Regions from separate parts of the Hordeum vulgare genome. Here region 1 is linked to region 2. Evidence: chromatin contacts called from public Hi-C data. All regions are on one chromosome and are shown on one strand. The core of a region is the stretch at or near the end of the contact, and the rest is flanking DNA. Distances in the headings are between cores, read along the strand shown.

Region 1 (5,710 bases), core at 2,242-4,741, 34 kb after region 2:
GACTGATCGCGGGATTGTTCGCGGGGCGGATCGAGGGACGTGAGGACGTTCCACTACATCAACCGCGTTCTCTAACGCTTCTGCTGTACGATCTACAAGGGTACGTAGATCACTCATCCCCTCTCGTAGATGGACATCACCATGATAGGTCTTCGTGCGCGTAGGAAAATTTTTGTTTCCCATGCGACGTTCCCCAACACACACCACATACTAATAGGGTATACCACACATAGGCAAATCATTTCGATTGGCGAAGTTAGGTTCAACGATGAATGTCTTGTATCATAATGAAAATAATGATAACTAGATTTCGATGTTTAAACAAATGCATAATTTTTAATTTGATAATAGTGTAGGACATCTCATTTGCATCAAATCAAACCAAGGGAAACTAGACAAGCATGCCATGTAATCGACTCATATGTTGAAGTATAATCAACAATATCTTTAATTATTCGATGATTCTATTACTAAACCCAACTTGCAAGTCACAATTTTTATGAACTAGAATTTTCCATGGATATGACTGCCTAATATACACTAGAAACCATTATTATGATATTTGTTAGTGTAAGTGATTTAGAAATCTTACCGTAATATTCAATAATATTAAAATATATATGAACTCACACATGGATATGCAAATGTGTATACACTACATTATTTATGCAATATTATAAAATAAAGTTGAAACATTGTTTTAACAATGAAGGGAAATTTATATATCACAAGAATTTTATTTTGAAAAATATCTTTTTATTATATACACCACGACTGTGTAACAATGAATAATATAATATTATTTGAAAATATTCTTATGTCACTAAGTAATAAGATATATATTAATCACAACTATAATATGCTTCACTTAATTTAGAATAAATATAAAATTCTAGTATAAAAATAATTGTTTTACATCGTCGTGAGACTAAAACTGTTTTGAACCGGTTGTGGGAATCATCTGGCGTAAAACCGTGCGCTGCGGCGGCAAATGACTTGTGGCACAAATGTGTCTCTTGCATTTGCATGCATGCGTCGCCCACACGGCATGCGGCACGTCGGACAGAGGCGAGTAAGACAAGTACCACCTGTAGCGCATGCTTTAATATTTGAGTCTGTTACTTGTATGTGTTCAAGTATCTGCTGTAGCATATGATTTGATATTTGAGTCAATCACTTGTATGTGCTCACGAATCTGCTATAGCACATGTTTTGATATTCGAGTCAGTCACTAGTATGTGCTCACAAATATACTGTAGCACATGCTTTGATATGTGAAGTCAGTCACTTGTATGTGCTCACGAATCTGCTGTATCACATGCTTTGATATTCGAGTCAGTCAATTGTATGTGTTCACGAATCTGCTGCAGCACATCCTTTTATGTTCGAGTCAATCACTTGTATGTGCTCACAAATTTGTTGTAGCACATGTTTTGATATCCTAGTGAGTTACTTGTACGTGGTCACGAATTTGCCGTAGCATATGCTTTGATATTCAAGTCAGTTACTTGTATGTGCTGACGAATCTGCTGTAGCACATGCTTTGATATTCGAGTCAGTCACTTGCATGTGCTCATGAATCTGATGTAGCACCGCGGGCGGGGCTAGCACGGCTGGGTGCAGCCAAGGCGCGTGCAGGGCGACGTTGGCGCGGACGCAGAACGGATGCCACGCGCGCCTTATCGGTGTCCGCTCCGTCCCCACCTGGCGATCGTCCAATTGCCCGCGACCTACCTGGTCAGCTTAATTTATGACTTCGGTCCCACACGTCAGCGACGACGGTCGTCCTTTTTTAAGCCCACCGTGCGGCTGGGCCGTCCTCATCCGCTTCCAGCTAGCCCCCGTCCCCATCTAGCCACACTCACTCCCCCTGTTGCCGGCAAATCCTAGCCACCCCAGCCGTACCAGATGGGGCTCTTCTCCGGTGCCGACAGCAGCAAGGCCAAGGGCAAGTCCCCCGTCATTCCTTTTCCTTCGGAGTTCCTCCCGCCTCCGCCGACCGCAGCACGTCAACGGGTTCCCTCGGACCTCCTCCGTGTGTGCCCTAGCCGACCGCAGCGCGTCAACGTGCCAGTGCACCAGGTGGAGTGGCACTGGCAGCATCGCGTGCCTCTCCCGTACCCCGACGCCACCCTGTCGCACGACTGGCACCTAGATCCGGAGAGAATCCTAGTGTCGGCGGTGCCGCGGTCGGCTAGGGCGCACACGGAGGAGGTCCGGTGCCAGCGGGCGCTCCTGACGCCGGAGCAGCGCCGCGACCCCTCCTACGCAACCGACTTGTCCAACTCGGCTCGCTGGTTCGCCTTCGAGCACGAGGAGGCGAGGCGACGCGACGTTCGCGAAGTCGACCGCACCGTGCCACCGCCCCCGCTCATCGTCCGCGAGGAGGACCAGGCACCGGAGGCCGCCTACCAGGCGGACCTTGCGGTGGTCTACCAGGAGAGCGAGGAGGACGAGCGGCGCAGGGCGGCGGCGGTCGAGCATGAGGAGGAGGCGTACGAGGCTGCCATGGCCCTCTCCGCGGCGGGCGACTGTGTCCTGCCGCCGGTGACCCCGTCGTCCCCTGTCAAAGCCGAGCCGGAGCCCAAGCCGTCCCCCATCGAGCACTACTCCTGGACGGGAGTAGTGCACGAGTGGGTCATCGCGCCACCGGTCTGGGTTGGGGCGACGCCGGCGTAGAAGGCGACGTACCTCGAACATTGGCGCCAACGACGGCTGGCCGAGGAGCGCCGCCACGGCGGGTACCTCGAGATGCTCGAGCGTGATGCCGAGGAGGAGGCGCGCCAGGCTGCGGCGGCAGAGGCGGCGACACAGCTCGCGTCCGACATGAACGCCCTCTGGAACACGATGTTTTCCTGGGCCGGCCCTGCGCCCACGCTGATCGACCTCACGGACCCCGAGGACGACGGCGATGCCGCCTAAGACGACGCGCCGCCTCGTACTTTAGTTTGTTTTAAAAAAAATTAAATGCAAATGTGGACGCGTGGACTCTCGCCGGCCTTCGTGGTCTGCTTTATTGTTTAATTGATGTTGTTTTTATTTTAAATATGCATTTTTTTCTCTCGTGTCGTCAAAATGAGTCGAGCCAGCGTTGGGCGCATACGCCGACCCGAACGTGAAAGCGGACATTCGTGTATATCTGACCGACCCAAACGAATAAAAAGCGGACAAAATCACCGTTGGGTTAATTGGAGTTGCTCTAAGCGTGCGATCTGTGGTGTGTGGTCAGTCAGCGTCAGGTCACCGACGGCGGCGAGTGTGACGGCCATTTGCCTCTCCGAGCAAACGAGATCCAAGCAGTGTCAGTGTGTTAAGTCAGGGGACAGTGACCTCCTTTGACTGCTACCGATGCACTGCACTGCACTGCACTGCACTGCACTGCACTGGTGTTGTCTCTGCTCAGAGCTCGGAGTCTTGGAGCTATCAATGACGGTTCGATCATCAACCAACCACTCACGCGTGGCTCTGGATCTGGCTCGTCCTGCGTGTGGGGTGTGGTGTGGTGTGGACACCGCGGACTGAGCAGCATCACATTGGCATCGCGAGAAAAGGAAATCATCATCAAATCAAACAGCACAGTCTGTGTGTGCATCGTCGGCGGTACTGTTGTGATGGTGAGGGGGATCTTGGAACGGGGTCGCCGGTCGGCATTGATTGATGGCTCCTCCTCTGCTTCCTCATGAAACGGACGCTTCTTGTGTTTTCGTCTTCATCCAACACCGATCACCTTTAGATTGGCAGGCAGACATTGTATCGTGCCTCTAGTCTCTAGTTCGACAAGAGGTGACACTGTCATTTCGGCCGCTGATACCTGCCTGCCTGCCTGCCTGATTTCATTTGATCTATCAAGTTCGCATGTGAGGCTGTTGCCATGCCCACCATACATGGAGGTGGTATTAGCTTGTGTAGTTCCATCCACCGCGATGCACGTACAAAACAGAGGCAGAATCTTCTCTTCTTTCGACCCCTCGGGGCCTTGTGCAGCGCATATTTCTTCTCTTCTCCCGTCACCCATCTAGCTGCGGCAAATTTCGGTGTTCTGATCTTTTGTAAAACTTTACCGAAATTTCACCTTGTTCGAAAATATTTCGAGATCTGATCATTCTTCTAGCATCGGGGTTAATGATGGTAGGATATAGCTGTCTATCATGAAGTCCCCTAACGGTAGATAATTTATCGACGTCAGTGTAACGTATCCCTACCGCCATAAAGGCTGACGATACCTTTGCAACCCTAACGCCGAGTTGCCCGACCGTAGATGCGTATAGGCACCGTATCTGATACTTAGAATTATTTTTGCGGTAGGGCGTGTACTCCGGTGCATTTAACACCGCTTGTGCAGGATGGGAGAAGGATCCGACCACTTTAGATCTATTGTACGCAGTCTTTTTCTATTTATGTAAGAGGCTGTTTTTAGGAGTTAAACCCGTGACCTGATGATCACAAGGCATCAACTTTTCATTGTGCCAAGGCTCTCCTATGCCATCCATCCTTATGGTAAAAAAAATGATCAGATTCCAAAATATTTTCAAACAAGGGTCTAATCGGGCTACAGTTTCGCAAAAGGATCAAAACAGCAAATTTTGACGCTAGCTGCCGTAATACTAGTACTTTTCAACGTTTATGCCTCACAAAAATCTGGGTCCAATTTTCAGTGGGCCTCTTCTGAAGATTATAGTCAGTAACGACGTTTTCGTATGTGACACTGACTCGCAACCATCTGATCTCTCTCTCATTTTCAGCAAGAATTTTTCTCCAGCCCAAATTTCAATCACATTTTCCCTTTATGATTGGACTTGCCGGCCATCGCTTTCTCTCCTCATGTGTGAATTTGGGCCAACTGATGACTCCGTAGTGCAAAAGCGCACACGAAAATGGATGTCCAAGTTCGAGTCCAAGACACTATTTTATACATATACAAAAAGAGAAACGAAGAAAAAATGTCATGGGACGATAGAACTAGCAGGCAGCAACATCCATCTTGAGCTCTGGAGAGAACTTTGGATGGCAAGTACTGTACATGCACGAAGAATCTCAAAATGAATGGTACCAAGTCTGAATCTGCTTTTTCAGCTGGTGTGATACTCCTATATGGGAGGACGCTTAGGAGATCAAGCGTGATTGGTCGACGTGCCAAACAAAACTAAACGGTCACAATAGGTCCAAAACTTACCTCTCTCGCTTTTAAACGATGAAATAGGAACAGTCGTTTCCTTTACACCATCTGGAACATCTGAAAGGAGTGAAAATCGACCATCTTCAATGGAACTCGTCTCACACACCTAGAGGTAGCAGCTATTACCTTCGACGGCACCAAGCAAAGGACTTTGGCCTTTGGCCGGGCACAGGTGGCAGCCGATATTGGTTGATTAGTGTCAGCGTGTGGTTTTTTTTAGGGGTCTTTGTCCGTTTCTCTTCAGAAAAATAGGAACACTCTTGTACATAAACCTTATTCTCCTTCTTATATGAAAGAAATGAAATAGGACCTAACATCTAATTTTTATATAGATAAGAGCATCTTTGATAGATGATGTAGATACAAAAATAATCACCTTTTGCATCTTCGAGCCCAAAAACCCTGCTATGGTTGCTAGGGTTTGAGCGGGAGAGAGAGAGCTGCGAGGGCGCGAGAGAGCCGACCGTGGGGGTCCTTTCCCACGGCCGGGCAAGAGGGAAAAGGGTTTTCCTTCTTAATTCTTACATAATTAGA
Region 2 (6,074 bases), core at 1,088-3,587:
CGAGATATATGTGGGTCGTTCTCCTATGATCTAAAGATGAGGCGTTTGAAGCGTTCAAGAAGCTGAAGGCTGCAACGGAGATGGAACACAAGGTGAAGGTTCGCGCTCTACGGACAGATCACGGCGGAGTGTTTACGTCGAATGTGTTCAACGACTACTGTGAGAAGATTGGCATAAAAAGGTTCCTCACAACACCTTACACGTCACAGCAGAACGGGGTCGTTGAAAGGCGCAATCGAACCGTCGTTGACATGGCAAGGAGTTTACTCAAGAGCAAGAACCTGCCCGAGACTTTTTGGGGAGAAGCTGTCTCGACGGCGGTCTATCTTCTCAACCGGACTCCAACGAAGGCGGTGATCGGCAAGACTCCGTATGAAGCAATTTACGGACGTAAGCCGAATGTGTCTCATCTACGGACGTTCGGATGCGTGGCACATGTGAAGACGACGGAGCCGCATCCCTCAAAGCTTGCTGATCGTAGCACCAAGATGGTGTTCATCGGATACGAGAGGAGTTCTGGCACCAAGGCATACCGCTTCTACGATCCACAAACCAAGCGTCTACGAATTTCACGCGACGTCGTATTTGACGAAAATCAATTCTGGAATTGGAGCGCTGCAGCCGACGATGCTCCAAACGATAACATATTCACGGTTGAATTTCCAACTGATGATGATGCAGGGGAGGATGTCCAGGTGGTTGGCAAGACGCCCAACCAAGGTGACCACAATGGTAGTGATCATCATGGTGCCAACACCGACGACGACACACATAGGTCGCAAGAAGATAGCGACAATGACGCGCATGGCACGGGCGGAGATCTCGACAACAACATCGACAACGAGGCGCATAGTGACGACGACAATCAAGATGATGCTCACGGTCACGACGACTACGCCGATGACACAGATGTCGATGAGACGCCCGGGAGTGAGCCGTCTTCCTCAAGTGCATGAACACCGACACGATTTGTGTCGCCTCCTTCGCAAGCCACAACGGACTCCTCATGGCCTCGTCACTACAAGACCCTCAAGAAAGTCTACAAGTACACAAAGCCAGTTACGCTCGAGTACTCCGGACGCACGCCATGGATGAGGAGATGAACGACATTGAGAGCAATGGCACGTGGACTTTGGTAACCCGACCTCTGAACAAAAAGGCGATTGGTTTGAAGTGGGTTTACAAGTTAAAGAAGGACACGGAGGGTGCCATTGTGAAGTACAAGGCAAGACTCGTTGCAAAGGGCTACGTACAACGTCAATGAGTTGACTATGATGAGGTGTTTGCACCGGTTGCTCGACTCTAGACGGTGAGAGTGCTCCTAGCTTTGGCAGCACAAGAGGATTGGAAGGTTCATCATATGGATGCTAAATCCGCTTTCCTCAACGACGATCTCACAGAAGAAGTGTACGTGGAACAACCCCTCGGCTACGAGAAAAAATGCAAAGAAGGAAAAGTTTACAAGTTTAAGAAGGCACTTTACGGGATGATGCAAGCGCCAAGAGCTTGGGATTTAAAGTTAGACCAAAGTATGGTCACGAACGGGTACAAAAGATGTGCCCTCGATGATTCGAAGGAGAGTCTACAAAGCACCGAAGAAGAGGTGAAGATTGAAGACGCGACCAAGAAGGAGTGTTGTCATCGAGCTACGGATGAGCCGACAATAGTAAATATGATCCATAAAATGCTGCAAGGGACGGCTAAGGCAATGCCGATGATAACAATTATGAGAAGCAGCAATCGCATTTGGGACCCAGGTCGGTAGTGACGACCATGTCATGTTTAGGGGGGTGAATATTAGGTAAGCACGACATGGAGTACGTCTCCAATGTTATGTCCGTGTCCGTGTACTACTAGAGTTTAAAGCTGAATAGGTTTAGCTAAGGGAGCTGGCTTTTGTAGTATATAATCATGTATACCCCGTGACACCAGATCATCAAGAGAATAAATATAGCGTTCCAGGCTCGAGACGGGGACGGGCCTGCAGCAATATCTCGTTCGGCGCCTTCCGTATAGAGTTTTTGCCGAGCCGTTCCGTCGAGATTGATCACCGCGTTAAGCTAACTCTAGTTGGCGTACGAGGCCAGAATCCATTAAGGTGCCTCCTAGCTTGCTTGCTTTGCATGTACGTGTGTGTGCTGCTGCTCTGGTGATTTGATCTAGGGATCAAAAGCCAACAGAGGCTGGGCGTCAGGAAGGAGAGCGACAGCGGTAGAGCAGCGGCAGCTGGGCGTCAGGGTGGAGCGGGGCGACGGGGGCGGAGCAGCGGCAGCTGGACGTCGGGTGGAGAGGGGCGACGGCGGCTGGGCGACGAGGCAGAGCGTGGCGACGGCGACAGCTGGGCGACGGGGCGGACCGCGATGGCTGCGGTGGTTGGGGGCTGTATCTAGTGAGGAGCAGCGACGGCGCGGGCAAGTGGTGGATTTTTTTATGAAGGAGCACCGACGACACGCACGAGCAAGGGATATTTCGCCCGGGCAGGCGGCAGAATGGCCAAAAGAATTCCTCTTCGGGCCTAAATCACTCGCCAAGTCTTACGCTGACACTTAGTAAGCATCATATACCCTACATACACCGACACATGTGACGTCGTTATGTGTGTATTTACGCCGATAGATAAACTGCCAAGGTTAATACACATGACGTGTTTGTTAAAAAAATGCTGACAGATGCATTGTGGCTTTGTGGTTGCCGACACTTATTGCGTCCACAATGACATGTGTTCATCGACACATGATTTGAAGACAAAACTTAAAATCTACGCTGACGGTTATTTTGTGGAGATCAGTGGACCTTTGCCCACACAATCATGTCATGTAACCTCTACTGTGGTGTAGTGAAAGTTGGGGCCTTTTATCCCGATTTCAGAACCAGGACCGATGCCTTGTTTTCTATTAGTGCCAAACTAAGTTTGAAATTCCATATTTGATTATATGTGAAGCATAATGAGTAAGGATTTGTTCCCAAATAATTAACTTATGTTGCTAATTGATGAAAAAGTAAATATAACTGTTACTAAAATATTTACATTTGGAGTTTTGTTTCTCCCGGTTTTGGTTTACATTTACACAATTGGAGTTGAGATTTTTTTTGGCTTATTTCGGTTAATAGAAGGACTTCACAATCAAAAGAATTCCATTTATTCAAACAGTAATAGATTTGCCAAATCCACTGAATTTATGGGTGCACCTAACATTAGTCATGAACATCAATCCGGCAAATCTTTATTATTACTAGCCATATGACAAGCAACCGGCCTGAGTTAAATAACACTCTCGATCATGTGCTATTACACATCGTAGTTCCTTGTGTGATGAACAAGTATTATACCCCCCCGCCAACTCTCACCATCCCCATCGTTTTGTTATACCGCCCCGTGTTCGAGTCTTTGCTATACCATTGATCTCCATCAAACTATATAGAATAGTGAAGTGGCAACAACCACCGCAAGCAACAAGGAGAGAAATGGTCTAGTGTTGAGGTAGCAGATCATGTGTCCAAGAAACCAGAGTGTAGTTAAAATGGTGGAAGAAGAACATGTAACTAGGACCATAGAGTTTTGTGGTGTGTGTTGTTTAAGAATAGGAGGCGTCGGGGGTGATTTTTGGCAAAACCTAGGTAGGGAACGGTATTATTTGTGTGCTCGGGCCTCTTGCTTCTTGCTCCAGTGATCGTTTACACCTTTTGTTTCAGCGACCGGTGTCCCATCATCTTCGTGTGATCTGCGTTCAAGTAGAGAAGGAGGGTAGTCTGCATGACCCACATCTCCAACTGCACCAACTATGGATGCACGCAGAGGATTTACTAGAATATCTCCTTCTGTATCTGTGTAGTAACAGTGAGGTTTGCTAATATATTGGTGCATATGAATATGATCACATGTTGTAATAGGCGCTGAGATTTGAACAACTGTGTTAGTAAGAAGATTCCAGTCAGATGAGTTGTCAACATGTCATGTTTTGCTATTCTAACTGGCCATATAGTAGTGATCTCTTAGCATGTCATCTGAGATGAAATTGGAATTCTATATCAAATACTCATATCGTTCCTTTTTGTGCATATCCCCGTTATAGTACTTTCTGGATTTCAAAAAAATCTACCGTATGGCGAGTTCATAAAAATCTTGTAAACATATGCCATGGCATCGTCATCATTTTTCTTAGCTTCGTGTCTGCTGTCGAAGAGGTCTGACACAAAACTTTTGAATGGACTAATCATCTCCTCATACAAGTAATCCCTGAGTGGTATGATCTTGGTAACCCAAATGACCTCCCATGCATGGAAGAATGACTTTTCTCGACATTTGAATACACAGGAGCAGCACGGGCGCGCTGCCGGCCTGAGAATATGCCGTCGTCCATCCCTAGACGAACCGATTCCTTGTGTTCGGTCGCACTGTTCGCCCGAGCAAGAATCCTCCAACACGCACCGCGGCGGCACGATAACGATATACAAGCGCTAACTAAGAGCAGACAGAGCTGGAGAAGCCCGTGCTAGCAGCGATGAAGCTCTCAACAACTGTTGGTTGGTTTCGATGGCGAGCGACGACGACGACGAGGCTCCCGTGGGGGGTGGTCGGGAAGGTGACCTACGCGCCGTGGATACACAGGCTGGTCGGTGGGCCGGCCTTGTCCAGCACCCGCAATCTCCTCGTGGTGTACGGTCGAGGCGATACTGCCTCGTCCCCGCCATTCCTCGACCTCTCCCCCTTTGACACCAGAGCATGCGAGCTCGCCTCCGAGCCGTCTGCTTCCTCTGGCTCTGCTACGGCCTTGTCTTTGATCGCTGGTTTTTTCTTTTGTCCATTGAATCGCTCTTCTTAGCTCAGCCTGTCTTTGATCGCTGGTTTTTTCTTTTGTCCATTGAATCGCTCTTCTTAGCTCAGCCTGTCTTTGATCGCTGGACACATTACTACATGTGACAAATTTAAGTATGATATTTCTCTTATATAAAAACCACAGCGGTTTCCCTATATATGTACCACGTTTCGTAATTTTTGGTTTAAATTTTGCCTGTCAGCTCCTTTTTCTTTCGTATTTCTTTTTCACCCTATTTTTATTTTTTTAATTCATGATTTTTAAATATCTTGAACTTTTCTTAAATTCATTTTCTCCTTTTTGATATTTATTATTCTTTTGAAACTTATTGAATAAATTGAAAAATAGTTTAGAATACCAAAATTACGATTTAAGTAATAGTTCAAATTTTGCATGGGTCATTTTTATGTTCATTCTCACTTGCTGACAAAAGTTGGATAGATTCGATAAACGTATGCATGTACATCATGTGAAACACATGGATGTTGGTAAGGACGAAAGGGGTCTTATAATGCAATGATGTTATTCCGAGTCATGAAATGGACCCAATTTTAGTTTATGCACAATTTTGGAATTTCAAATTATGTATGAACTTTTTATAAAGTTCTGCACATTTTCCAAAGTTGTTAACAACTTCCCAACAATTTAGGGTTTAGAATACCAAAATTACGGTTTAAGTAATAGTTCATCAATTTTTAAAATAACAGATCATCACCTTTATAAAAAGTTTATTAACTTTCTAGAAAAGTTCCCCTATTTGAGGAATAGTTCACGAATTTAGAAAAAAACTTCATCAATTTGTGAAAAAAATCACCTATTTTGAAGAAAAATTGATGAACTTGAAGAAAAATCATCATTTTCAAAAACAAATGGTGCGATGTTTAAAAAGCTAACACATTTAGAAAGGAAAAGGAAATCAAAAAAAGAAAAAAAAACAGAGAATACTGCGTTCCTGGAGTTTTTTAATGGAGTAAAAAACAATTGTAGCACATGAGGTCTTGTTGCCTAGATGATTATTGCAGTTGTGGTAATACCTTAAGGTGCATGGTCCGAATCATGCTTCTAACATTACTATTTTGACGGTTTCAAAAATAGAGAAAACATGAACATGCATGTCCAGCAGAGGAGGACGTGTACACATGAAAAAAAATACAGCGTATACGTGAATATAATCATCCTATCATTTCCTTTATTATGAAGAGATATCGATTAATCTGAACCATCCTTGTGTTTAGGGGTACCGAAGCAGAAGTGTAA

The links. A called contact is a pair of places that touch in the nucleus more often than the background predicts.
Region 1: a Hi-C map of leaf shows a contact between it and region 2, with 4 times the contacts expected there. The contact joins two enhancer-like sites. A contact is called at or near these places in 2 of 6 Hi-C or Micro-C datasets (leaf and seedling).

Annotation. Positions count from the first base shown.
Region 1 is chr5H:550,100,145-550,105,854 of MorexV3_pseudomolecules_assembly, forward strand. No RefSeq gene overlaps it. Among protein-coding and RNA genes, the nearest start is that of LOC123452772, 4.5 kb to the right of the region's middle. Within about 2 kb of position 3,492, at least 2 of the 3 cell types and tissues checked have open chromatin away from gene starts, as enhancers often do. A contact at or near this core is called in leaf, where this site is marked.
Region 2 is chr5H:550,067,039-550,073,112 of MorexV3_pseudomolecules_assembly, forward strand. No RefSeq gene overlaps it. Among protein-coding and RNA genes, the nearest start is that of LOC123452772, 37 kb to the right of the region's middle. Within about 2 kb of position 2,338, at least 1 of the 3 cell types and tissues checked has open chromatin away from gene starts, as enhancers often do. A contact at or near this core is called in leaf, where this site is marked.